Regions from separate parts of the Mus musculus genome. Here regions 1, 3, 4, 5, 6 and 7 are each linked to region 2. The links are chromatin contacts, called in public Hi-C, HiCAR-type and HiChIP or PLAC-seq maps. All regions are on one chromosome and are shown on one strand. The core of a region is the stretch at or near the end of the contact, and the rest is flanking DNA. Distances in the headings are between cores, read along the strand shown. Region 1 overlaps Cdk14 (cyclin-dependent kinase 14). Region 2 holds the start of Sri (sorcin). Region 3 holds the start of Cldn12 (claudin 12). Region 4 overlaps Cdk14 (cyclin-dependent kinase 14). Region 5 holds the start of Cdk14 (cyclin-dependent kinase 14). Region 6 has its middle 19 kb from the start of Cldn12. Region 7 has its middle 40 kb from the start of Cdk14.

The links. Hi-C and Micro-C count contacts between places; a contact is called where the count stands out from the background. HiCAR-type assays count read pairs that join an accessible place to other places. HiChIP or PLAC-seq counts read pairs in DNA pulled down with a chosen protein or histone mark.
Region 1: a contact with region 2 is called in an H3K4me3 HiChIP or PLAC-seq map of embryonic forebrain, with 10 times the contacts expected there. The contact joins the enhancer-like site here to the promoter of Sri in region 2. A contact is called at or near these places in 7 of 39 promoter capture datasets (the 3T3-L1 cell line, the C10 cell line, cranial neural crest and 3 more) and 1 of 115 datasets of contacts at active chromatin or transcription factors (embryonic forebrain).
Region 3: a HiCAR-type map of astrocytes shows a contact between it and region 2, with 7 times the contacts expected there. The contact joins the promoter of Cldn12 here to the promoter of Sri in region 2. A contact is called at or near these places in 15 of 39 promoter capture datasets (3T3-L1-derived adipocytes, the C10 cell line, the HPC-7 cell line and 11 more), 7 of 484 Hi-C or Micro-C datasets (LSK cells, Th1 cells, adipose-derived mesenchymal stem cells and 4 more), 10 of 115 datasets of contacts at active chromatin or transcription factors (VIP interneurons, acute myeloid leukemia, astrocytes and 7 more) and 4 of 9 other capture datasets (adipose tissue, liver, macrophages and 1 more).
Region 4: a contact with region 2 is called in a HiCAR-type map of astrocytes, with 4 times the contacts expected there. The contact joins the enhancer-like site here to the promoter of Sri in region 2. A contact is called at or near these places in 3 of 39 promoter capture datasets (3T3-L1-derived adipocytes, cranial neural crest and frontonasal cranial neural crest), 2 of 115 datasets of contacts at active chromatin or transcription factors (astrocytes and bone marrow-derived dendritic cells) and 1 of 9 other capture datasets (liver).
Region 5: a contact with region 2 is called in a HiCAR-type map of astrocytes, with 8 times the contacts expected there. The contact joins the promoter of Cdk14 here to the promoter of Sri in region 2. A contact is called at or near these places in 11 of 39 promoter capture datasets (the 3T3-L1 cell line, 3T3-L1-derived adipocytes, cranial neural crest and 7 more), 3 of 115 datasets of contacts at active chromatin or transcription factors (astrocytes, bone marrow-derived dendritic cells and embryonic forebrain) and 2 of 9 other capture datasets (adipose tissue and liver).
Region 6: a contact with region 2 is called in a Hi-C map of liver, with 3 times the contacts expected there. The contact joins the enhancer-like site here to the promoter of Sri in region 2. A contact is called at or near these places in 7 of 39 promoter capture datasets (the 3T3-L1 cell line, cranial neural crest, frontonasal cranial neural crest and 3 more), 1 of 484 Hi-C or Micro-C datasets (liver), 6 of 115 datasets of contacts at active chromatin or transcription factors (acute myeloid leukemia, bone marrow-derived dendritic cells, cardiomyocytes and 3 more) and 1 of 9 other capture datasets (embryonic stem cells).
Region 7: an H3K27ac HiChIP or PLAC-seq map of bone marrow-derived dendritic cells shows a contact between it and region 2, with 12 times the contacts expected there. The contact joins the enhancer-like site here to the promoter of Sri in region 2. A contact is called at or near these places in 13 of 39 promoter capture datasets (the 3T3-L1 cell line, the HPC-7 cell line, HPC-7-derived erythroid cells and 8 more), 3 of 115 datasets of contacts at active chromatin or transcription factors (astrocytes, bone marrow-derived dendritic cells and large pre-B cells) and 1 of 9 other capture datasets (liver).

What each region holds. Positions count from the first base shown.
Region 1 is chr5:5,132,870-5,136,232 of GRCm38.p6, reverse strand. Cdk14 (cyclin-dependent kinase 14) reads left to right here. Exons shown (of 15, transcript NM_011074.3): 6 at 820-914. Among named protein-coding and RNA genes, the nearest start is that of Gm30151, 240 kb to the left of the region's middle. Within about 2 kb of position 1,917, at least 11 of the 459 cell types and tissues checked have an H3K27ac peak or open chromatin away from gene starts, as enhancers often do. A contact at or near this core is called in embryonic forebrain, where this site is marked.
Region 2 is chr5:8,054,730-8,057,998 of GRCm38.p6, reverse strand. It overlaps Sri (sorcin), which reads right to left and starts at 1,457. Exons shown (of 8, transcript NM_001080974.2): 1 at 1,360-1,457; 2 at 378-461. The coding sequence starts at 1,410. It also overlaps the pseudogene Gm15730.
Region 3 is chr5:5,512,979-5,516,603 of GRCm38.p6, reverse strand. Cldn12 (claudin 12) reads left to right here and starts at 1,628. Exons shown (of 4, transcript NM_022890.2): 1 at 1,628-1,839; 2 at 3,353-3,442.
Region 4 is chr5:5,342,299-5,345,582 of GRCm38.p6, reverse strand. All of the region lies in intron 2 of Cdk14 (cyclin-dependent kinase 14), which reads left to right. Among named protein-coding and RNA genes, the nearest start is that of Gm30151, 27 kb to the left of the region's middle. Within about 2 kb of position 1,637, at least 204 of the 459 cell types and tissues checked have an H3K27ac peak or open chromatin away from gene starts, as enhancers often do. A contact at or near this core is called in 3T3-L1-derived adipocytes and astrocytes, where this site is marked.
Region 5 is chr5:5,378,548-5,381,984 of GRCm38.p6, reverse strand. Cdk14 (cyclin-dependent kinase 14) reads left to right here and starts at 1,734. Exons shown (of 15, transcript NM_011074.3): 1 at 1,734-1,950. The coding sequence starts at 1,860.
Region 6 is chr5:5,532,168-5,535,697 of GRCm38.p6, reverse strand. No RefSeq gene overlaps it. Among named protein-coding and RNA genes, the nearest start is that of Cldn12, 19 kb to the right of the region's middle. Within about 2 kb of position 1,442, at least 8 of the 459 cell types and tissues checked have an H3K27ac peak or open chromatin away from gene starts, as enhancers often do. A contact at or near this core is called in liver, where this site is marked.
Region 7 is chr5:5,418,218-5,421,639 of GRCm38.p6, reverse strand. No RefSeq gene overlaps it. Among named protein-coding and RNA genes, the nearest start is that of Cdk14, 40 kb to the right of the region's middle. Within about 2 kb of position 1,314, at least 179 of the 459 cell types and tissues checked have an H3K27ac peak or open chromatin away from gene starts, as enhancers often do. A contact at or near this core is called in the HPC-7 cell line, astrocytes, bone marrow-derived dendritic cells and 2 more, where this site is marked.

The sequences.
Region 1 (3,363 bases), core at 668-3,167, 2.9 Mb after region 2:
TGGAGGCAACCCCATAATGGGCACTTCCTCAGATAACTGTGACCTATATCAGCTTGACAGCTGAAGCTAATTAGGACATAAACACACAAACAAATGTAAAAAATAAATAAAATATAAGAAGCAATAAAATGAGAGAACTCAATGATACTTTAATTAGGCCACAATTGAAGTTGGAGACATTAACTGCACCCTCAGTAACTGTTAAAACTGTTATTCTCTTCAGCAAGTCATTACAGATTTAAAACTCAATTATAGCATGAAGCAATATGGTCTAGTTGATATTTACATGACTCTTCACACAGTATTAGGATATATGTACATGGAGCATATGCTAATCGAAACCATGTTTGGTAGTAAATAACTCAGTTGAGGGCTAGTGAGCTGGCTCAGTGGGTAGAGGAGCTTGCTGCCAAGCCTGATGACCAGAGTTCTATCCCAGAACCTACAATGTATGAGAGAACCAATTCCAGAAGATTATCGTCTGACCTCCACATGTGTACTGTGTCATGTGCACACACACGTGCTCTCACACACAAATACATTCTAATGTTTGAAAGAACTGGAACCACAACAAGGATGTGGCCTCTGTTGAACTCAGTGCAACCTATCCTAGACTACTAACAACTGACAGGTGAAATGGTTGGGAGAGTTTCATGTAAATTAAAATCTTGTTCTTCCACCCGTTATTCTGAATTGTTCCTGGCTTAGAGAACATGGGAAGTAGAAATCTTCCTTCTGAGAGTTACCACGTGGATAATGAAACGTGCTGGCTCATGGCACCCGATGATAAATTCTTTCTCTGTCCTTGTCGTTTTACAGCTTCCCTGTTGAAAGGACTAAAGCACGCCAACATCGTGTTGCTTCACGACATCATCCACACTAAGGAAACCCTGACCCTTGTCTTTGAATACGTGGTAAGCGAGATAAGAAGGGGTCTAGACTGCATGTGTCACGTTTGAATAAAACTCTCAGTGTTAGTGAGTTGGTTTTTAAGTTGCTCTATGAAATGAATGTTTTTTCTGAGTACATGTGACATACATTTGCATAAAATCATGGCCATGTGACAGGCTTTTGAGTATGCATTTCGTTAGACATGTGGTTTATTTATAGCCTGTTTGTTACTAGTATGCTTACAGTGTGATTTGTAGGCATATCAAAAATGATGCTCTCTATCGAAGGAATTGAGAAACAACACAAATGGTTGTTTCCTTGGGATTTATAGCTTGGTTTTACAAAAGCACCCTTAGGTAGATTCTTCTGGGGGGAGGGAACAGGGCCGGGGATCCTGATCCTTACAATTTAGGCTTCCAAGTTTCCCACCTCAGTTATTTCATATATTAGCTAAAGCTTCCAATTTGTATAGCATTCCATGTAACAATCTTCTTGTGTTGAGGGTGTCACTGCTCAAAGACCTGAACTGCAATGGTAATTAATCTTTCTTCATTTCCCTCAGTAAAACATATGGTGTTTGTGTAACAGCGTCTCAGCATTTAACTGTGGAATCATGGAACGTAACCATGATAATTAGCATCCGAGTTTTCACAGATGGATCCGAGAACATGTAATTTATAAGATACAAATGACATCGATGCAGACTTTTTATTGAGAAGAATAGCTACCAGTAATTTGACTGTACTAAAGTCCCATTTTTTATAATTACCACACTATTTTTACTGAAATAAAAAAAAAAACACATTTTCTTTAAAAGTATGAAAGAATGAATATTTGAAGCAGTTTTATCTTGCTAATGTCCGCCTCTGTTTATCATTTGAACATTGTTGTCTCATGAAAAAGCCATTCATCTTGTCTATTTACATATAAATGATAGATACATTTGAATAATATGGTAATGCTGCACTAGGGCAGTTAAGCTAGCAAGTTGCATATATTACATGCTACCAAGAAAGGAAGCAGATTCACACATCAATGCAACTATAATTTCTTTTGTTTCCTTCATGATTTGGAGCCAGTAATGTAATGAGATGGATTGGACTTGGAGCTTTCCATTCATGTTTTCTAGTATGTCTGATTTACATATTTCTAAAAAATCTAGATTTTCCTATCTATACTTACTATCTTCTACAGTGCTTTACAGAAAGGATATTTATTTTTTCTATCTAATTAGGTAATTAAACTGGAAATAAAAAAGCAAATGTTTGGGACACCTAAATTAACAGACCTGGTAGAGAAACTAACAACTACATTGTGAAAATATCTTCAAATTTTAAAAGAAAGGGCAATTTGCTCATAAAGCAACAAAGCATGTGTATGTGAGATGCTGTGTCATCTGCTGAGGTTCTATGGAGGAGGCAGCAAAACAGGGTAATCCACTCCCTTCTGTAATATTTGCTGATAAGACTGATACACATTTTTCTTTGCGTGAGTGAGAATTTCCCTAGCCCCTGTGCTACTGGACATTGATATTGAAGGTCTTAATCAACCACAGGACAGGCACTCACATGTGAGGAGTATGGTCATGGTTTCTGATGGCCCTGCCTCCTCTTTAGATCTCCCTTTACCATGATTTTCTTCCCTTTCCTGTGGTGCTTGCCTTCCTCTCACTAGTCTCTGTGTCTCCATCTGTTCTCTGTGCTGAAGCCCCTTTGCTACACCTTGTTTGTTAGTTACATGGTGCTCCAGTGAACCACTAAAGTCAGAGTTTCAAGGACATTGCCGGTTTCTGTAGATATATTAGCCTGATTTTATGTCCGTTACTCACTATAAAGCTCATTCGTCTGAAGACTATCTAAAGGTTTTTGTACTATGCTAGCAAAATTCTTCCTCTTTGTATTTAGACTGCTGATACTATAAGAATGAAAATTCCTCCCCACTCCTGTAGATAGATTGCTCTCAACATATCTAGCAGAAATATACATTTTTTGCATATGCCCTATCACTAGGAAGAGATGGTGAGTCTGTAAATTGAAATGCCTTTGAGGAATGGATTGAATGGGTGTAATGTAGGAAGGCAGGGGTGTGATGTGGGCATAGGATGCTGAGACACAGATGAAGACAGGGTGGTGGAGGAGTGTTTGAGAGAACTGTGGCTTCTTTTTCGTGTGTTTAAACAGGGCCTTGCTATTGAGCCTCAGCTCGAGTTGAACATGAGCTCCTCCTGCTTCAGTTTCCCAAGCTTTGCGATTGATCATCGGCATGTGCCACCATGCTGAGCTCATTGTTAATTTTAATGTTCTCTTGTACTGTTGCATAAAACTATGATTTTTACCACTTTAAAAGCTGAGAGCTAGGTTGCGTTATTTTCATGCCCATCTTGCTTTGCCTTCTGATTGGTGTATATGTTCCCTGTTCATTGTGGCTGTACTTGGTTGTAGACTTTGGTCATAACTGGAATAGGAGATTTGT
Region 2 (3,269 bases), core at 208-2,707:
GTCTTTAGGTTAGGCAAGCAGAGGTTTTATGTTCAGATCTTGAATTTCTTCTCTGTAAGCAGCCCTTGTTCTATCCTGACAATACAAGTGAGGAGGTATACACTTTGTAGATCTTCAAAGTATATTTATATTCCCCCTTTGGGTCAGTCTAATCCCAGTCCAATCACAAGCTTTGAACTGATCTATTATTGATACAGGCAATACTCTGTCCAAATTTGTCCAGATCTAAAATAAAGACTGTTTTAGTCTTCCTTTCCTTTTACCTTCTTTCAGGCAAAGGGACTCATTTCCAGAGCAAAGACTGTTTTTGTGCCACTGCACTAAATGCTAACACAAACAGAACATAACAATTCTTCAGTATTGAAGGAAAGGCTAACCTGTCCAGCCACAGCAGCAAAGTAACCATATAGCGGATCCTGAGTTTGTCCAGGGAACGCAGGCCCTCCGGGAGCCCCACCATACTGTGAAAAAGAAAAGAAAAAAAAAAAAGGTAAAGGCATCAGAGAGAATTGAATTTATCTTAACCATCCAAGGCTTTTGTACAATTGACGCCTGTGCGACCTTCACAGTCTCTATCTTCCCCACCACCTTGACTCAGCTCAGTGACCCACCAGGCTTGTCCACTCCTGCTCCTGACATCTAAAAGCTGGAGACTTGGTCCAAAACAAGTTTCATGAGAGTGATGGCCACTAAACGCAGACCCACTTTAAAAATCCCTATTAACCAGCTTACAGAGGTCAGTGCACCGGAAGCAACCTGGTGGCTAGGCTTAGGACTGTTTTCCTGTTGGTTTTTACAGCCTTTGCGGTGTTTTTGAAGTACTTGAAGTACTAAGTAAGGCTGGAGTTAGTACAGGGCTGACAGGTGTGGCTTGGGAAGAACAGGGATGGCCGGCCCGGTTATATCTAAAATGAGGGTCCCTCTGTCTCTGACAGTACACCTCCCACATCTGCCTAAGTGGTCTTCCTCTAGGACTTCAGCTCATTTCTCCAGACTTTCTGGTCTCCCTGTCACTTTCTTTTCAAGGGAGTGACCACAGAACCATTCTAGATCAAGATGGCTGTTGTTGCTTTGGGGACATTCCGAGAGAGCAGGAAGTCAACACCAACTTGCACTATCTCACGCCACATATCCGAGTTACAGAATGGGCTTCCTGGGTCGCAGCCCACCCACCGGTGGGCCCTGGAAAGGCCCTTGGAAGAGATGGGGAAGAAAAATGGAGCCAAGGCTGGACATCAGGGTCCAGGCGAGCTCGCAGGGAGCATCTGGGACCGCCCGCGACGCCTCCTCCCGCTCGTCCGTGGCGCCTTCCAGTCTCGGGAGACCAGAGGCTGCTGTGCCCTCGTCCGCTGCACTTACCCCGCCTGGGTAGTACCCTCCGCCCGCGCCAGGGTGCCCGGGATACGCCATGGTGCAGACTGCGCCTCCGCCCTGCCTGTCTGCTGCTCCGCCCGTCCGGCCCAGAGCCGCCCCGGAGCGCACCACGCCGCCCCGCGGGGGCCGCCGCTCGCCGCCACCCACCCCGATCGCCCCGCGGCATCCCGAGTGCCGCCCGTTCCCTGCTGCCTCTGTGCTGTGTCAGCGCCGTCTGCGACCCACACTCGGGCGATGACCCAGGACCCCAGACGAGTTTATATCAGGACCCATTCTCCCTCTCGACCTAGTGGCACATTCCGACATCCACGCACAGCTAGGGGAGGGTTTTTTCCCCCCTTCTTCCTACTGTGCTATTTTGTAGAACATTTACTATTTACACCGGGTTGTTGGGTAGAGAGGACGGGATAAGAACGCTATGCACAACTGTAGGGAAGGGGAGAACAATTCCAGTGGGCGAAGGAGACACTTTACAAAATAGGAAAAAAAAAACTTTGAAAACCTGATGAAAACTTCTGAACCATGCAAGTGGGCTTTTAGCTTTGACTGAGGGTGGCCTGTTTCTTTGCCAACCGTTTAAGCTGAGTGTAGCTCAGGTGCGATTGCTAGGCGTGGGTGTGTGGGGTGGGGTAGAAGAGGGCAGTTTCTAGGCAGGACAGCCTCACCCAGGTCATTCATAGGAAAGTGAATTGTTTAATTTTCTGGATGATTCGAATAGAAACAACCCCAGTGGTGAAGCTTCCTGGAAAGGATGTGAAACTCACGTGGGTTGTTCAGATGTTTCACGGCTTCTTTTTTGTTTTTTGGTGCAATTGCAACAAGAGGTAATTGTTTGCTGGCTCCGGACTGTTAAGGACTGAACAGTGTTGGTTGGTCGATGTTTTGTTTGTTTGCTTTTGACTGTTTGCTCTTACTCTTTCCTTTTGAGATCCAGGTTCTCAGGGTAGCCTCTCATGGCCTCAGCCCCAGATGAGAGTCACCAACGGTTGCCTGCTTTATTGTTATTATTATTATTGTTGTTGTTGTTATTATTAATTTATTTTTATTTTTAATGACGAAACAAAAATATACCTAAAAGCGAAGCTTCTGGAAAAACCATTTGTTCATCCCTGTCTTGTATCGCTCCTCAAACTTGACCTTGGCCTCCCGCCTGACCTTGCGTTTGTTTCAAAGCTGGGTCCCTGAACACATCCTTGTTGACAACAGTCTTGTTCAAGGGGATATCCACAGAGTACCTTGTGGGCATGAGGTGGTTGTAGTTATAAACTTTCACAAAGGACTTGATCTTGGATCGCTTGGCGATTTTCTTCTTGCCCATGGCAGCTGTCACTTTTTGGGGATAGCGGTCAATTCCAGCCACCAGGGCATGGCTGTAAGGGCGGTCCAAGAAGCCATGGTCAATGTTCTTCACGATGACGGCTTTGCGACCGGAGTAGCATCCGGCCAGGACCAGCAACACTTTCCCGGGTTTCATGAACTTGCCCATCTTGACAGCAGGCAGCGGTACCCAGCAGAAAGGAAAGGAGGGCACTTCCGCTCTTGGTTTTGTTTTTAACATTTTGAGAAACACTTTAATGAACAAGACTGACCATAGTGTGTGACCAAGTTCTCTTTGGATACATAAGCTCCAAAACAGAAAGTTCTAAATAGCGAGAAACAATTCCAATAGTCCTTGTGATCACGTAGCAAAGGTGTAGCCTGTTTTACGTCTGCTTCTGGAGATAAAATTACTGTTCTCAAATACCATGGTCTTTGATTAGGCATTCTGAGGTTTTGTCCTGTAGTTTGGAACTTTAATCGGCTAGGTGAACAGGGCTCAACTCACACTTGAATTTAAGCTCTTTCAGGACTCGAGTTTGAAAATATCACAAAAAATATGTGTCACCAATAAAGCA
Region 3 (3,625 bases), core at 379-2,878, 2.5 Mb after region 2:
AGACCATTTAAATGAATAGTATACAAAAAAAAGTGTGTACTTGCTTAGATTCAAAAGTTGTTCCCTAGCCTAGAGGTTCTTTGCAATTGATACCTACTAGGAAAGAGATCAGTTTTATCCAAAAGGACATCAACCACAGGAGCAGTTGGCTACTGCAATCAAGACTCCACGTCTTCTTGATTAGATTTGGTTTGGGACTTTTTGTTTGCTTTATTGAGTTTTGTATGTTTGATAAATAACATGAAGTTGGGTGGGTAGGGAGGTGAGAAAGATCTGAAAGGAGTTGGGGGAGAGGGAAATATAATCAATATTTGTATGAAAAAATTAAATAATAAAAAACTTGTCATCACAGAGGCCTGGGATATGGGAGGCGCCCAAGAATTCTATGGGGGTGACCTTAGCTGTGACAGCAATGGAGATTTGGAATCTGAAGAGCTTACTTCCTGTAGCGAGACAGGAACCCTGGTGGAGTGATAGAGACACCGATCCACACATAAAACTTTCAACCCAAAATTTATCTTGTCTACAAGGAATGCAGGCACAGGTGATGGAGCAAAGACCATCCCATAGGCAAGCAACAATCCCTGACACTATTAATGATACTCTGTTATGTTTGCAGACAGGAGCCTAGCATGGTTGCTCTCTGAGAGACTCCAATCAGAAGCTGACTCAGACAGACGCAGACACCCACAGCCAAACAGTCTCCAGAGCTTGGGGACTCTTACTGGAGAATAGGAGGAAGGATTGCTGTGCCCTGAAGGAGATAGGAACTCCACAGGAAGACCAATGGAGTTAACTAACCTGGACCCTTGGGGCTCTCAGAGTCTGAACCACCAACCAAAGAACAAACACAGGCTGGACCTAGGCCTTCCAGCTCATATGTGGGCCCCAAACAACTGGTGTAGGAGCTACCTCAAAGCTGTTGCCTGTACTTGGGCTACGTACCTGGCTGGGCAGCCTTGTCTGGCCTCAGTGGGAGAGGAAGTGCCTAGCCTCACAGAGAATTGAAGTGCCAGGGTTGGGGGGTCGAGAGGGCTCCCCGACTCAGGAGAGGGGGTTGATGGGGATAGGGGCAGTGTTCAGGATATAAAGTGAATAAGAAAAAAAAAAGATAATTAAAGAAAAGAGTTGTCAACATCGACAGTTTTTGTTTCTCTATTTGTGTGTATGTATATAGTGCGATGGAATCAACTGGAATTCACAGGCATCATTTTTGCTCTTTTTAACTTAAATACTGTGTATGAGTCCTTTGACATATTTATCTGCACAGGATGCACATATCAGAGAAGACGAGAGAGGATAGCTGATGTGTAGAAGAGTCAAATTAGAATACTTAATAATTAGTTTTATGTATGGAATTTTGCTGCAGTAGGGTATCTTTTGCCTATAGTTAACCCCAGAAGTAACAAGCAAAGTGCCCCTTGTAAATTTGTGTGGCTATGGAGTTAGACCTTTTTTTTTTTTTTTTTGCACTTAATGAACAACTTTTGATTGAGTAACCAAACGAATCTCAAATTTGTCCCTCATGCGTGTGATTGAGAGCATTCTAAAGCAAGCCGTAAACCTATCCCTAATAAGGTGCAAGAGGAAACGAGGGAGGCGGGACCCGGAAGAAGGAGGTGGTCTCAGGAATTGGCCCGCGGCCAGCGGCCCGATGGATGCTAGGAACTGTAGTTCCCGGCAGCCAAGGTATTCCCGAGCGGAGCCAGGGGAGAGCCTGACTGGTTCCCTGAAGCCTCCGGGGCGGCTTCGCCAGAACGCACTTCCGCGGCAGCGGAGGGAGACCAAGGAGCCGCGGCTCGGAGTGGGTGAGCGGGATGCCCGAGCCGTGAGGAGCCGGTAGGTGTGGTCAGGGACGCTCCCGTTTCCGAGTCTTTTGCAAGTAGTTGAAGGTGTTGCGTGAAACGGCGAAGCGGCGGCGAGTCGGCATTTGAAAGGTTGCCCACATGGGTGGACGTGGAAAAGTGGCCGAGGAGGTATTTGGTACCGCGTTTACAACGTTTTCGTCCCCTCCGAGGAGTGTGGAGCCGCGTTGCCGGGGCAGCCGAGGGCTGGGGGCGGGCGGGGGTGCGAGCTGCGAGCTGCGAGCTGGCTGCTATTTTGGACCCAGCGGCTGACGGCGCTGGTTGTGTAACGCTGACCTGCTCGCTCTCCCCACGCACCGGGCAGGGGTGGGCGAGCGGCGAGCGTGCGCCCGGGGAGGGCTCACGCCATTGGCTGGGCGCAGCCGCCCCCCCTTTGCCAGGCTCGGCCGCTCGGGGTCTCCTGAGGACGCGGCTCCCACCCGGACGTGCCGATCTGGCTGCTGCTGTCCCTCGACACTGCCCTGCTCTGCGAAGGGGCTAGTCTTCACTGCAGAACTGCTATGCCAGGTGACCTCATGGCAAAGGTTGCCCAGGGGTCCGATTGGGGTCATTGATTGTAAAACGAGCCCTTCTGACTTCGAAGCAACAATCTTGATTGATAACAACTCAAGAATCGTAGATGGGAGGTGGGGAACCTCGATGGAAATCAGCACCCAGGCCACATCCTGCATAATTACTGTAATAGGGCCAGCGATAAACGCCTGGATCCAGGAAGCTGCCAGGCGTTTATGAGTTTTTCACTCATCCTACCTGTTTGAGTTAACTAGTATTCCAACAGGAAGTCACTCCTCTTTAGAGATATGAAAACATACCAAATGGCAGGTTGAGCCAAGGACGATAGATACCACACAACATAAACTAAAAAGGACATACTAGTTGCAAATTTTAGGTTGTACAGAGCAGATTAGTTTTGTCTGGTTTTATGGTAAATACCGTCTTTTAAACATTTTAGAAAACAGTGCATTTCTTTTCATTCCAAGGCAACTGCATGGTGCTTTCTTTCACCGTGCTCCTTATGACACGGTAGGCAGGAACTAGATCTTGAAAAATAAATCTATTAATTTTTTTCTTAGATTTCTAACCCAGTAAAGTGATTTGTGATTTTTAATTTTAGCCTTAATTATCCCGAACTTTCAAATCACAAAATAAGAGTTATTTTCCTTTGAGGCTCATATCTAATAGTGAATATAAGAATAAATTGCCTGTGCTATTTTTTTTGTTGTTGTTGTGTTTTTGTTTTTGCTTTGTCGTGGTGCTGGCGTTTGAACTTTGGGCCTTCTACATGATGGGCAAGCATTGTAGCTGAGCTACACCCCTAACCTTAAACTGCCTTTTTGAAAAACTTATTGCTTGCCTGTTTGGCTGTAGCATTTTATTATTAAGTCTAGACAATTACTGCCCCCCCCCCCCCCCCAGTTATATGTGAGTTAAAATAGAGTTGCGAAGGAAGGACTGTAGTAATTTGGAGCATTTTTCTACTTTGGTAGGTCCAGATTATCTCTGCTTTGTGTGCAGATGTGCTCCTGTTGCATCTGAGTTCACTAAGCTGACTTTGGAGGATCAGGCACAGGGAAAGGGTGAGTATGCCCCTGTCCCTGGTTATATAATGTTTCTGCTGTCTCAGTCAGGAACGCTGCTGTTCTTCTCTTCTTCAGCAAAATAAAAGTGTAGAACCTTTGTGGGTACAGTGATTGATGGTTACAGTTTCCAAGAAGACCCAAATTATAGGTAGAAGGGATAGCCACTGTTAGCATCAAAAA
Region 4 (3,284 bases), core at 388-2,887, 2.7 Mb after region 2:
TGACAGACTGGGACACTGATCTTATCACCATGCTTCAGGAAAGTTAGTAGTAAAGAAACATACACACAGCTTCACGTGGTGATCCTTAGCAGCCTGAGGAGCCCCCCCTAAACTGTTGGGGCCTTGACTCAGGCCAAACAGGGATTGGAATTTGTGGCTTCAATTGAAGGAATTTTAGAACTGGCTTTTATAATGAAGATATTTTAATGTAGGCTTAAGCCCGAGGGTTAAGGAAAAAGAGGACACATGCAGGTATGAGCGTATATTCCCAAGGGGAAGTGGCCTTCACAGATGGAACGTTTTAACATAGCATGGACTTTATGTTAAATTATTTATCTTATTTATAAAAAAAGAAATGCAGGATTATGTATTTGGGGAAGAGTGTCAGCAGACAAAGGCCAGATGTAAATAAATCAAAATGTTTTGAAGGCAAACAAAACAGAGACAAAACAAAGCAAAGCCCAAAATGCTTTCAATAGTTTTCAGATGAGCAAAAGCTGAAGACAAACCCAAACAACCAGAATCCAAAATGCCTTCAGAGGTATGAAAACAAGTAGAAAATCAAGCCAGATGTCTAGACCAAAATGTTCCCGAAGCCACACAAGCAAAATAGACACCTTAAATCAAACACTCTGGAGAGAAAGTAAGCCCTAAACAGCATCTACCAAATAGCATCCTTAAACAACCATACTGGGCTAAACAAATTCGTCATCAGCCACGCCCCAGGGAGATAAGGATTGTGCCTGGTGGCTCCGTGCCTGTTCCTTACTTGCATGAAGGAGGCTTCTCTAGTGAAAAGTGAGTTATTCTCCTAGCCCCACATTGGGTGCCATTATTATTGACATAATGTAACTCGTATCTCAGTGAGACTAAGAGAACATTCTGGAGCCAAATATGAGTGTCTGAGTGACTGTCCAGTATAGAAACCAAACCAAAATAAAACAAAATAGTACAAAGAATGCCAGCTATCAGGACACTGATACAGATATCAAATACAGTAGTGGAACATCAGAGAGACAGGTTACACCAAGATGGAGAAATCACTACCATTTGCCTCAGATCCTATTAGCTTTGGGGTTGGTGGAAACTAATGGTCGGCCAAAATAGTATGTTCCAAAGGGAAACTAGTGCTCTGCTGTAAGTTGGAACTTTCTGTGTGATGCTTGCAAAGCCCTTAGGTTAGGGACAGAGGACTGTAATACAAGGCTCCGAGAGGCTGAGAGGGCTAAAGATGCTTCATATCTGGACTTGGAGTGTTCCAGACTCAGCGGAGCATTGCAGCTCTGAGCAGCTGGGCAGGCACATGGAGGGTTCTTTTGAAAGTCTACGTACTTTTTGGATTTTTTTTTATCCCAAAAAGCTCAGTAACATGTTTTTTAAAAATGATAGTTTTTCCCCTTGATATTATAAAGTCAGTGATAAGCTGAGCAATTTACCCTGAAAGGACTGAGTTAGCCAGAGCCAGGCTGACTCCATGAGAGGCTGCAAACTGGTAGTCTGGGAGACTAGGCCTAAGTTTTCTGTTTCCTGGATATGAGAACCTGGATCCAGGAACCTGTGGTCAGCCAACCACTACTGTGGGCAGCCAAACCAAGGATTCCTTGCTACCCTGGAAAGTCCCCAGAGTCCTAACCAATCACAAAGGCTCCACAGCCCTGAAGACAGAGCCAACCACTCAAGGGAAAGAGAAGCAAAAGTCACCCACTCCTACGCTGACAGGCTTTAAACTGACCCTGCAAAGCATACACCCAGAGAGTCTCCATTGGTAAATGGGGAGACCCCCTGCGTGCAGGAAATCCTTTATTTGAGTCTGGGGTATCATTCCCCAGCAAAGCATGGACCCTTACAATCCATCTAGACAAGGGCATTTACTCTGCCCTGTGTTCTGGACTCATGACTCCAAGTTCTTAGGTTTCCATTGTTGTAAACTGTATTTCCTAATCTTTGAGCTGTTTAAAGCTCTAACAGTTCAAGCAGTGGAGGGAGTGTTGGCCTTTTGGCTAAGAGGAAACAACCTGACAGAGTTCCAAAGTAGGACAAAGTTTGGTCGTCACAAGCAGCCCTTAGGGAGGAGGCTTTGCAGCAGCTGTGGATTCAGGCCTGTGATCAGGCTCCTCACTCTGTGACTACAACACAGTAGCTGAGTCACCCTGAGCCCCAGTGTGTCCTCCTGTGTGGTAGCTGCCAGGCCTCCCAGTACCTTGAGCCAGGGTGGTATGTGTGACCTGCCTGGGGCCGCCAGGCTCCAAAGCTCCTCAAGAGTGAGGGAAATATCTAGTGTATGTATTAATATAAAATACCTGGTGTGTAAATTAAGGCCTCAGTGTCTTAGCTTTTTTCTTCTTCCGTATAGACATTTGAGGCTAGTCTAAAGAAAATAATTGAAAAATGACTAGACTATCATATTTTACTATTTGCAAAAGATTTAATTCATATACCAACTGGCCTTTTACACCTTGGATATTTTTGTCCTGTTAATCACTTACAACAATGTCTTAAGTCTCGGAAATTCATTACAAGCCTCTATAAGAGAGAAGGCTTTGTGACAAAAGCCAGCTGCCCAGACATTTCCCCTCTCCTCACCCATCCCCCAGCAGGCTGCTGAAGCAGTGTGTTGGCATGGCTCCAGATTTCCTGAGTGACAGAATTGTTCCCAGGCCAGGAATGAGAGGAAGATGGCTCCAGCTACTTTGCTGGCTTCTGATGGAAGCCTTTCAAACTGACTCAGATCCAGCACTTTCTAACCGTTGGGAGCGCTGCTTTCAATCTGGAACGCAGAAGTCTTACAGTTAAGCATGGTTCCCGAGTCTACTTTTCAATTTTAGGAAATCCCTTTTTTGGGGTGTGTATGGCAGGGGGTACCACGAAACACTGTGAGTTGCTTGTAAGCTACCGTCCCACTTGTACAAACAAATACCATTGATTTTGATCTCTGCCTGTGTTTCCCACCTGGAGCTGCGCCCAGGATCTGAGCCTCAGTTACTGACTTTTTTTTATTGTATTCTGAGAGGGGAAAGTGTATCCACTGAAAGGCCGGGAATGATTGACTATTGTCCGTGGAATTTGTTTATCTTTTCCAAGCCTACATTCCTAGACTGTGAGAGAACTGGGCATCCCTGTGAGTGCACTTGGGCCTTGTTAGCCCCCCTCTCTTGGCATCGTTTTTAATAAAGGCTTTCTCCTTTGGGAATGAATTCAGGGATTTAGGGATAACCCCCACCCCCCAACGTTTCTCAAAGGCTGTGTCACTTAGCACTTATTAAAATAAGTGTTGAGATAATTCT
Region 5 (3,437 bases), core at 485-2,984, 2.7 Mb after region 2:
AGCCACGACACTGGGCCTGTGTCTCTCTGTACTCAGATCAGACATTTCTAAAGGAGACAGCAGTACAGCTGCAGATACATAGCGCTCTAAGGTTTTATCATTAGCTATTTTTTCAACTTTGTTGACTGGAAGAAGGCATCAGTGTTTGGATCTCTCTCCGTCTCTTTTTTCTCTTTGTCTCTATCTCTCTGTGTCTCTGTGTCTCACTCTGTCTCTGTTTCTCTCTCTGTGAGTTCAGTTGTAACTGCTAATTTTCTAATTAGTCTGACCAAGTGGTAAATGTCAATAAAACTTTTTTTCCTGCATGAAGCCACAGTTGGTGCTTTCTGTAATTACTGAGATATGGCTGTCAGGACCCAACATCCCTGCGTTTAAACTCTCTTGACTTTGCTATGGATTCCTGGCTCTCTCCTGTTAGGGGCTTGGCTTGACTAGCTAGCAGCTTTTTATCAGTGGCAATCTACCAAAACCCTGTAATGTGCTCAGCACAGGGCAGAACAAATCAGTGTTCTACCTCACAATTTAAGGAAGGCAGGGGGCTAGTTTTTGTTTTAAGATAAACATCTTTCGACAAAACACAAACTCCCCAAAACTTCCTTTAAACTAAACAGCATTGTCACACCCACAAAAGCTCCTATTACTTACCCAGCCAGATGACTCAAGATCACTAACGTTTCTTTCATAAGGACTTTGCTGGCCCATAATCAGTACACCAGGCCAACCCCCATCTTCCTTCACCCTCCCCTGGGAGACTGACGTTTGGAGCACCTCATTTATTAGAAAAAAAAAAAGACTGTTTTCTGCCGGAACTGTTTGTCCCGGGGCTTTTTAAAAAAGCCACTCTTAAGATCCTTTTCAAGTTCATTCACTGAAGTGGGGAAAGGAGGTGACAATAGGTTGTAAGTTTACCGATGACCAGAGTATCCTGCTGAGGAGTCACCCACAGTGACATTCCTGTCACCCAGAGACAGGGCTGAGGCAAAACGCAGGTGCCCTGACTTCTAGAAGTTCCGGGGTGGGGAGCATTTTCAGCTTTTGCACTGTACCCCAATAAAATGGGGCCTCTCCTGCCCTTTGGAGCACCCACTTTCCCTGCAAATTAAAACCAACCACCCCACGCCATAAAGTCTATCCTAAACCCGAATGCGTCCCCAAGGTCTTCGAGCACCTCGTCGGACACTCCCCAACATTTCCGGGTCGTGGGCCAACACGGACCGCACCGGGTGGACTGGCCCGCCTGCGGGCTGCGGTCCCGGAGCGCGCGGAAGGAGCGCGGCCGCGGCGGGCGGAGCGCGGGCGGCCGGGAGGGGGCGCCGCCCGGGCGCGGCGGGTCCGGGAGGGCGGCGGAGGCCTGGGAGTCGGAGTCGGATTCGGAGCCGGAGCGCGGCGCGGGGTCGCGCGGGGGTCCCGGGCGCCAGGCCTCCGGCGAGGGCAGTCGCAGGTCTCCGTGCAGCGCCGCCCCTCGGGCTGGGGAACTTGTCCCGCTCGCCCGGTCCGCAGCCGCCTGCGCCTCCTCGTCCGCGGACCCCCATCTCCGGCCGCGGCCGCGCGGCTCTTGCTTACAAAGGAGGGAAAATGCGGCGGGCGGCCGCGCAGCGCGGGGGCCCCCGGGCGGCGGGGATGGCGGCAGCCCCCGGCACCACGTAAGACGCCCCCGCGCGCCCAGCCTCGGCCCAGGCCCGAGCCCCGCAGCCTGGCGAGCGCTGCGCGTCGCCCGCGGCCCGCGAGGAGGCGGAGGCGGAGGAGCAGGACGAGGCGCCGCCTTCCCCGCGCCGCGCGCCCTCGCCCGCCGTTGTCTGCGCTGCGCTGCGCTGCGCTGGACCAGTTTCGCGAAGTTGCCGGGGCCCTACGCCGCCCAGATGTGCGACCTCATTGAACCGCAGCCGGCCGAGAAGATCGGCAAGATGAAGAAGTTGAGGAGAACTTTGTCCGAGAGTTTCAGCCGCATCGGTGAGTGTAGTCGACTGTCCCCAGTGTCCTGCGGGCGATCCCGGGGCTCGCTCCCTCAGTCCCCGCGCCCACTCCGTGCTCCGGGCACCAACCAGGCGGCTGCCACCTCGGGGTGAGCTGCGAACCAGGGATGAAGGAGAGGACTCCAGGCTAGGGCAGGGACCAGCTGGAGGGCCATCCCTCTGCCCCCAGGACCTGGGCTTCGTTCGTGGACTGTCTTAAGCCTCCAATTTGAGTTCCTCCTCCCCGCCAATAGTATCTTTGGCGCCCGCAGTGAACCGGAGAGGGAACACCCGGTCCCCACCGCCATCGGGTTTCTGTGGCCACCTAGGTTACTTAAAGCGAGTTGGTTTTAAGTGCTTAGCCAATAATTTAGCTTTGGGAATTGTTGAAACGTTGACATGTGCCTGATGTTGTTTAATGTACTCAACCTAGAGGAAGTGGGACAGATACCTTGGGACCTTTTGTTCCGTACTCCGGGTCCTATAATTGGAGGTTTGGGTGTTCGGTTTGTAGGTCTTGAAACCTTCCAGCTGCTGTGGTGAAGGGTGAGCTGTGAAGTTGTGGAGACATTTATGAATATGTCTCCTGAACTTGCTCCATTAGTGCAGTCCAGAGGCTATTGTCTTCTTTAAAAAAAAAATCAACCAACTTAACAGAGCATAAACACACAGCATTAACAAAACAAAACAAAACAAAACGCTCAAGGAATGTTTAGGATACTTAATGAATACATGCTATAGGCTGCAGCAAGATGACAGCTGTGTCCGGTGGAATGGGTTTGTTGAATCTTGAGTGTTGGTGGCAGAAAGTGCCTGTAAACCTGGAGGCATAGCTGCTACCTAAACTTTGGTCCTTAACTTTCTTTGATACAGGTAACTGTGCAAAGCAAGGGAATCCTATAAGCCCCAAGCCAACACATGGGAGTGTCCCAGCATACCTTCTGGCCTTTGGCTCACCTGTTATGTTAGTGAAAGTTAATTAATTAATCATAAGCTAATTCCTTAAAGCCCTGATGTGCCAGTGAGTGTCTGCAGTCTGAAGACAGTTTGCATGTATGGACAATGAACTATGAAAACATGGATAAATATTTAGTCAAGCTTATTATTATTATTATTATTATTATTATTATTATCAATTTTGTTTGACACTTTGCTTTTCCTGAGAACACTGTAAATCATGTGCAGAAGTCATATTAGTCGTGCCTTTACTTATTACATGCGTTGAATGTACACAGACTCATTTTTCTGAGTTAGGCCTGTGAGTGTGGAGTCCTACATTCAAGTGAAGTTTGAAGCCAAGAGGAGTGTGAGAGTGAGGTGTGGAGTCTGTGCATTATTAACAAGGATGTTTCAGGGCTGGACCCAAAACACCACCCAGGCGGGTTCTGGAGTCCATTAGGGCCTGTTCTAAAGCACATTAGCTAGATAGTTACTAATGCTAATGATTCCGTTGGAGCCCCTCCAGTTTTGTGTTAAATAATTCAT
Region 6 (3,530 bases), core at 193-2,692, 2.5 Mb after region 2:
TTTTCCCTGCAGCTAACCAGCATCAGCTGGCCCAGTAACCCCTTTTGACTCTAAAGCCAGAGCCACATGGCCAATGCTGCAAGTTCTGTTGTTTGTTGGGGCTGGAACATGTTCACCTTGTTCTGTTACACCTTTCACTGCCTGGGTTTGGCTATCCTAGTGCCTGCTCTGTAAATTGATCTTGAACTCAGATATCTGTATGCCTCTGTCTCCTAAATGCTGGGATTAAAGGTGTGTACCACCACACCTGAACCTGAGCCTTTCTTTACCTTTTCACTTTTACAAGTTCTAGATTGTAGTTCATTCCAGATGTAGTCAAGTTGACAACCCAGAATAGCCACAATTCCCTTGTTATTTTGACACATAATCAAATCTCCTTATGTCGAAATGAAAACAATAACCAGACCATCATAATGCCTAACATAACTATCCCTTGTTCAACTGTAAATGCATAAACAATAAGCTTAATTGGGTGTAATCTTGCCCTGAGGTCACCACTCCCTTAATTCCATTTAATATTCCCGAACACAGGATTTAGCTCCATTGCATTTCCTGGTGCCCCTTTAATGCTTGGGCCATGTATTTTGTATTTCCCTTTCTAAGCTTTCTACCCTTGACCACAATGTTCCTCATAAGAGTTAACTACAGGATAGAGTCTAAATTTAGTTGATTAGAGAATTCCTTTGTCAATGCAATTAATCTGAATTTATTTATTTATTTATTTATTTATTTATTTATTTATTTTTGGTTTTTCAAGACAGGGTTTCTCTGTGTAGCTCTGGCTGTCCTGGAACTCACTCTGTAGACCAGGCAGGCCTCGAACTCAGAAATCCACCTGCCTCTGCCTCCTAAATGCTGGGATTAAAGGCATGCGCCACCACTGCCCAGCTTAATCTGAATTTCTTTACCTGAGCCTCAGGCAGACTCCCAGAAAAGAGCAAAAGGCAGCCATATTCTTCACCAAAACATCCTAATAATGATCTCCATGCAACATACTAAAATCCCTTTCTCCTGAAACCTCTTAAGCTAAGCCCCCACAATTGAAATCATACTCAGCATCAATGTCTTTCATAATTCCTACTGGGCTATCCCATTAAGCCACACTTAGAGCATTGCTTTCCAAATCCAGAGTCCCAAACACCACATTCCTCCAAACATAACGCACCATCCTATCACAACAATGCCCCAGTCCTTGGGACCAAATTCTGTCTTAGGCTTTCATTGCTATGAAGGGACAATACAACTAAGTTGACCAAGGCAACTAAGGAAAACATTTAATTGGGGCTGGTTTACAGTTTCAGAGGTTCAGTCCATTATCACCATGGAGCTGAGACTTCCACATCTTGACCTGAAGGCAGCCAGATGGACTCTCTTCTGCAAGCAGCCAAGAGGTGGGTCTCTTCTGCACTGGGTAGAACTTGAACAGTGGAGCCTAAAGGCCAACTCCACAATGACACTTCCTCCAAGGCCACACCCACTCTAACAAGGCCACACCTCCTAATAGTGCCATTCCCTGGGCCAAGTAAATTCAACCTATCGCAGGGTTTGAGTCTGGGTAGGAATGTGTTTGTTAGTGATTCCTAGGTTACTGCTAAAGAAATTCATGATTTACTGTGTAATTATTAAAATGTGACTGAAGACGTAGTCTATTTACATCTTTTAAAAGCTGTTAGTTTTTTCTTAAACAAAAGGAGAAAGCCTAGATTTGCAAAGACAATTTAGAGTGTTATGTTCACTTGTGTACATATGCAACAATGAGGCCTTAGGTTGGATCCCCCTGAGCTGCAGTTTGCAGACATTGCAAGATACCAGTCTTGTTTACATGAGTGCTGGAATCTGAACTTTGATCTTCATGATGGAGTAGCAACTCTTTTTGGTTCTGAGCCTAACATTTAATGGCTGAGCTATCTCCACACTCCCAGGTTAATGTTCTACTTTATTAAAAATAATTGAAAAGAGGGATTGTTCAAGCTACCCAATGCTGGGTTTGAACTGCAGCATTGTTGTTAATTTACATCGAAATACATATTTTAATATTTCCTGAAATGTTTTTCCCAAGGGTATTCATTCTACCTTTCAAAATATATTTTCAAAATAGCTGCATTTAAAATATAGTTACTAATGCAATAATAAATCAGGAAAGGCAGATTAAAAGAAAGAAAAAATAAATAAGGTAGCTCAGAGCCCTATGAGACCATTCAACAATGAGAGTTGTCTGCCATTCTACTGGTATTATTAGCTTTTCTAGAGTCTCTTAATATAGTTACTGACTCAATATGCAGAAAGCTGCTTTGCATATAGATGCCACTGAACTTATTCAAGATGATGCCAAATTGATTTCACCGTTCAATTACAACAAGTGATGAGAAATAGAAATCATGTATATGACACATAACAGATCCTGTATGGATCTTCTAGGCCCTCTAAAACGAGGGAATGATGCAATTGATCAGCTACTGATAGGAATTGTGCTAGAGGCTTCAGAATTTCATTTTTAAAAACCCACCATGTCAATGCAAATGTTTCAAGAAAGAATTATCTATCACTTAGCAACAGACTAAAGAAGTTCTAAAGAAATACCCTAGTTCTTTATATAACCAAACTCCATCACCTGCAGGAAGTAACCCTTAAGGAATTAAATTTGACAAGTGGGTGTGTTTCACTTCACAGAGCTTGGTAAACTATAATATGTGTACCACACTGTAGACATATTCAGGATTTCAGTGGGCGCCAGCTTTATCTTCTGAAAAGGTCGATTATGTAATTACGCATTTATTAGAAGTTATGACCATTATGGGGATACCTGTACAAATGAAGACTAACAATACTCCAGCACTGTCTCTAGGAAAATGATGCAGCTTTTATGCACATATACACACATATATAAACATACATATATATAAAAACATATTTATACATATATATTATTAAATTATTTTATTTACATTCCAGATGGTGCTCCTCTTCCCAGTTCCCCCTCCTCAAGTTCTTCACTCCATACCCCCTCCTTTGCTTCTGAAAGGGTACTCCCCAGCCCCCACACACACTCATCTACACCTCACCACCACCCCCCACCTCCAGTATCATTCTTCTCTGGGGCATCAAATTTCTACGGGATTAGGCACATCCTCTCTCACGGAGGCCAGACAAGACAGTCCTCTGCTACATATGTGCTGGGAGCACGGACCAGCCCCTGTATTCTCTTTGGTTGATGGCTCAGTCTCTGGGACCTCTGAGGGGTCTGGTTAGTTGATACCGTTATTCTTCCTATGGGATTACAATCCCCTTCTGCTCCTTCAATCCTTCTCTTGACTCTTCTGTAGGGTTCATCAACCTCAGTCCAATGGTTGGCTGTAATTATCTGCAACTGTTTCAGTAAGCTGCTAGTAGATCTCCTCAGAGGACAACCATATTAGGCTCCGGTCTTGCAAGCACAGCATGGCATCAGTGATTCTGTCAAGGTTTGGTGCCTGCACAAAAGATGGACCCCAAGTTGGCCCAGTCACTGGATGGCCTTTCCTTCAGTCTCT
Region 7 (3,422 bases), core at 65-2,564, 2.6 Mb after region 2:
AGTTCCTGATTGGCTGCCATTTCATCACCAATCTCTAGGCTCTCAGGCAAGTTTTAGTTGGCCCTCATGCAGAAGTTGCCTCTATAAGGCTAAGTATCCCAGATTTTTTTTTCTCACAGAATTTTGGTGCTAGTGATATAAGTTTCTACCAAGACTTCTCTTGTTGGGTAGCCGGTGTTTGTCCTCTCCTTGGGACTTCACCTAGCCACTCTGTTCCTGCCAGGGTCTAAATGTCCTCTTAGGAAGGCGCTGGTCCTACTGGGTTAGAGCATATCCTGATAATCTCATTTTAACCTTAAAGATCTTATTTCCAAAACAGTTATATTCCTAGGTATTGAAGATTAGGAATTCAACATAAGAATTTTCAGGTAGCTGTGGATATAGCTCATTCAGTAAAGCACTTGTTAAAGGAATGTAAATATATCAGATACACATGTATATATGTGCATATTATACACATAAATCTATCTAAATACATATTTATATCTATATGTTTATAAAAATATCTATCTTATATCTATCTATCTATCTATCTATCTATCTATCTATCTATCTATCTATCTATCTATTTCTATATCTATCTCTGAGAGAGAAAAAGAGAGAGAGAGAGAGAGAATCAGATGTGGTGGTGTTTGTGATCCTACTACTGGGAAGGCAGAGACAGGTCAATCCCTGGGGCTCACTGGTCAGCCAGCCTAGCCTGTCTGGCAAGATCCAAGTCAGTGAGAGGCCCTGTCTCAAGGGAAAGAAAGGTAGATATGGAAGCCAGAGGACTAACGTCCAGTGTTATTCCTCAGATGCTATAGGACTCTCTCTCACACACACACACAGAGAGAGAGAGAGAGAGAGAGAGAGAGAGAGAGAGAGAGAGAGAGAAAGAGAGAGAGAGGGAGGGAGAGGGAGAGCCAACGCCACTTACGCCCCTGTGACAGAGCTTCAGAAAAAGCTGTCACCTGAAAATCTCAGTTACAGACCAAGCCTGCATTAGACTTCCTTTCTGGGCCCTGGTCTGCTTTTCTGGATCACATTATCATCAGTAAGTTCTACTTACTATTTCTGGTCACATTGCTTTGGTCAAAGGGGAGTCATAGGCCCATTGCTGGCTATAAGATGGCTGACAAACGAGCTACATATTCCTGAGTTTAGCAGAAAATACGGTTTATTTTGGGCCAAAGGAGGCATAGATATTAGGGGACACTTAATAGAGTCAGGCTTTTATTGCTGAGATCTAAAAATATCCCCCTAAAGGTCAAGTGTTGAAGGCGTGGTCTGTGGTCAGTGTGGTGAGTCAGAAGTGACTAAAACCTTAGGAGGTGAGCTCAGCAGAGGAAGTAAGTCACTGGGTGGGGTGTGGAGGCATGGCGCCCTCGGTCCTTCCGCGGCTCTTTCTGCTTGTGCCTTTGCTACTGAGTGTGAGCAGCTCTCCTCCTCTATACACTTCTGCCCTGATGTTCCACCTCAGGTTACAGCAAGACTCGAGTGCAGTGCCACAGCACCAGGTTCAATACCGAAAGGGAAGCGGCAAGGGGAACCTGAAGACTGCTGTGGAGGAAGGGACTGAAGAGCTAGAGGTACACAGAAAAACGGAAAGAGGAAGAAGCTTTTAAAGCCTGACTCTGGCCCTTCCTGTTAGAGCTGTGCCTTAGTTCTGCTTTTAAAAACTCTAAATTGCGTATAAATTCCAGTTTGAGTTTCCGTTAAGCGTGACTTTTCTACCATATCACCCAATCACCTACCAAGCACATACTGGCTTTCAATGAATAATTCAGAGAAATGGGCCTCACTGTTTATCCTTATTGGAAAATAATTGCTATAATAACAAGTGGGAAACAAGTCTGATGGCTGCATGATAATGCCTGTTGATATTTCAGCTGTGTAGCTACAAATGAGAACTACCCTAATCCTAACCCTAACAAGTAATTTGGGCTTGATCATTGCATAACCAAAAGGTTTGCAAGCATTCCATGTCTCTTCAAATGCACCTTACTTGACTTTAAAGTTGTTTTTAGTTGAACAGAATTCTGCTGCAAGCTAAAGCAAATTATACAGTAGGCAGAACACCCTTTCCATATCAAATAGCTTTGTTCATTCAGAAAGTAGATCATCCTGTCAGCAATTCCTATGTGTGATGACTGGATTTGAAGAAGTCTTGCTGGTCATTTGTTGTCTTACTACCAAGAATGACTCAATCATGAGTCAAGCACTCATTTTCCTCCAGTTTCCCTGTGTAATGTTTCAAATGTTTCCTGTTCCTTGGCATAATTTACTGAAATGAAACTAGAACAAGATCTTTTCATCAGATAGAGTGGAAACAATTCACCATTTAGATGAAGAAAAAAAAAAACAATAGACGCCTGCCCAGACCTCACACTGTGGACAGCAGTGATTTGAGAAGGATCAGAGATCTGGAGAAAAAAGTTGAAACTGTCCTCTTTCTTAAAGCAATCATAGGAAGCTTTGGTGGTGACGATTTTTAAAGGAAAACACAGCGGTAGCCATTAAAGGGAAAGGGGCACCAAGACTATGCCTGCAGGGGCTTGAGACCTTTAAGGCCAGGCTGCTCTTGGAAAGAACCTGAATTCATCCTTAGCACCCACAGCAAAGGACTCACAACCACCGGGAGCTGGAGTCTGCGGAGCCTCCCTGCTGGGACAGGCTGTTCTTCATCTCACATAGGGGACATGGAGGACAGATCACACAGCCTGCGCCAGGCTGTTCTTCTCTCTCTCTCTCTTTTTAAAAATTAGATATTTTCTTCATTTACATTTCAAATGCTATCCGGAAAGTACCCTATACCCTCCCCTCACCCTGCTCCCCAACCCACCCACTCCCGCTTCCTGGCCCTGGCATTCCCCTGTACTGGGGCATAGAATCTTCACAAGACCAAGGGCCTCTCCTCCCAATGATGGCCGACTAGGCTGTCTCCTACTACATATGCAGCTAGAGACGTGAGCTCTGGGGGTACTGGTTAGTTCATATTGTTGTTCCTCCTATAGGGTTGCAGATCCCTTCAGCTCCTTGGGTGCTTTCTCTAGCTCCTCCATTGGGAGCCCTGTGTTCCACCCAATAGCTGACTGTGAGCATCCACTTCTGTATTTGCCAGGCACTGGCATAGCCTCACAAGAGACAGTCATGTCAGGCTCCTGTCAGCAAAATCTTGCTGGCATATGCAATAGTGTCTGGGTTTGGTGGCTGTTTATGGGATGGAACCCTGGGTAGGGCAGTCTCTGGATGGTTCTTCCTTCTGTCTCAGCTCCAAACTTTGTTTCTGTAACTCCCTCCATGGGTGTTTTGTTTTTCATTCTAAGGAGGAACGAAGTATCCACACTTTGGTCTCTCTTCTTCTTCTTGAGTTTCATGTGTTTTGCAAATTGTATCTTGGGTATTCTAAGTTTCTGGGCTAATATCCACTTATCAGTGAG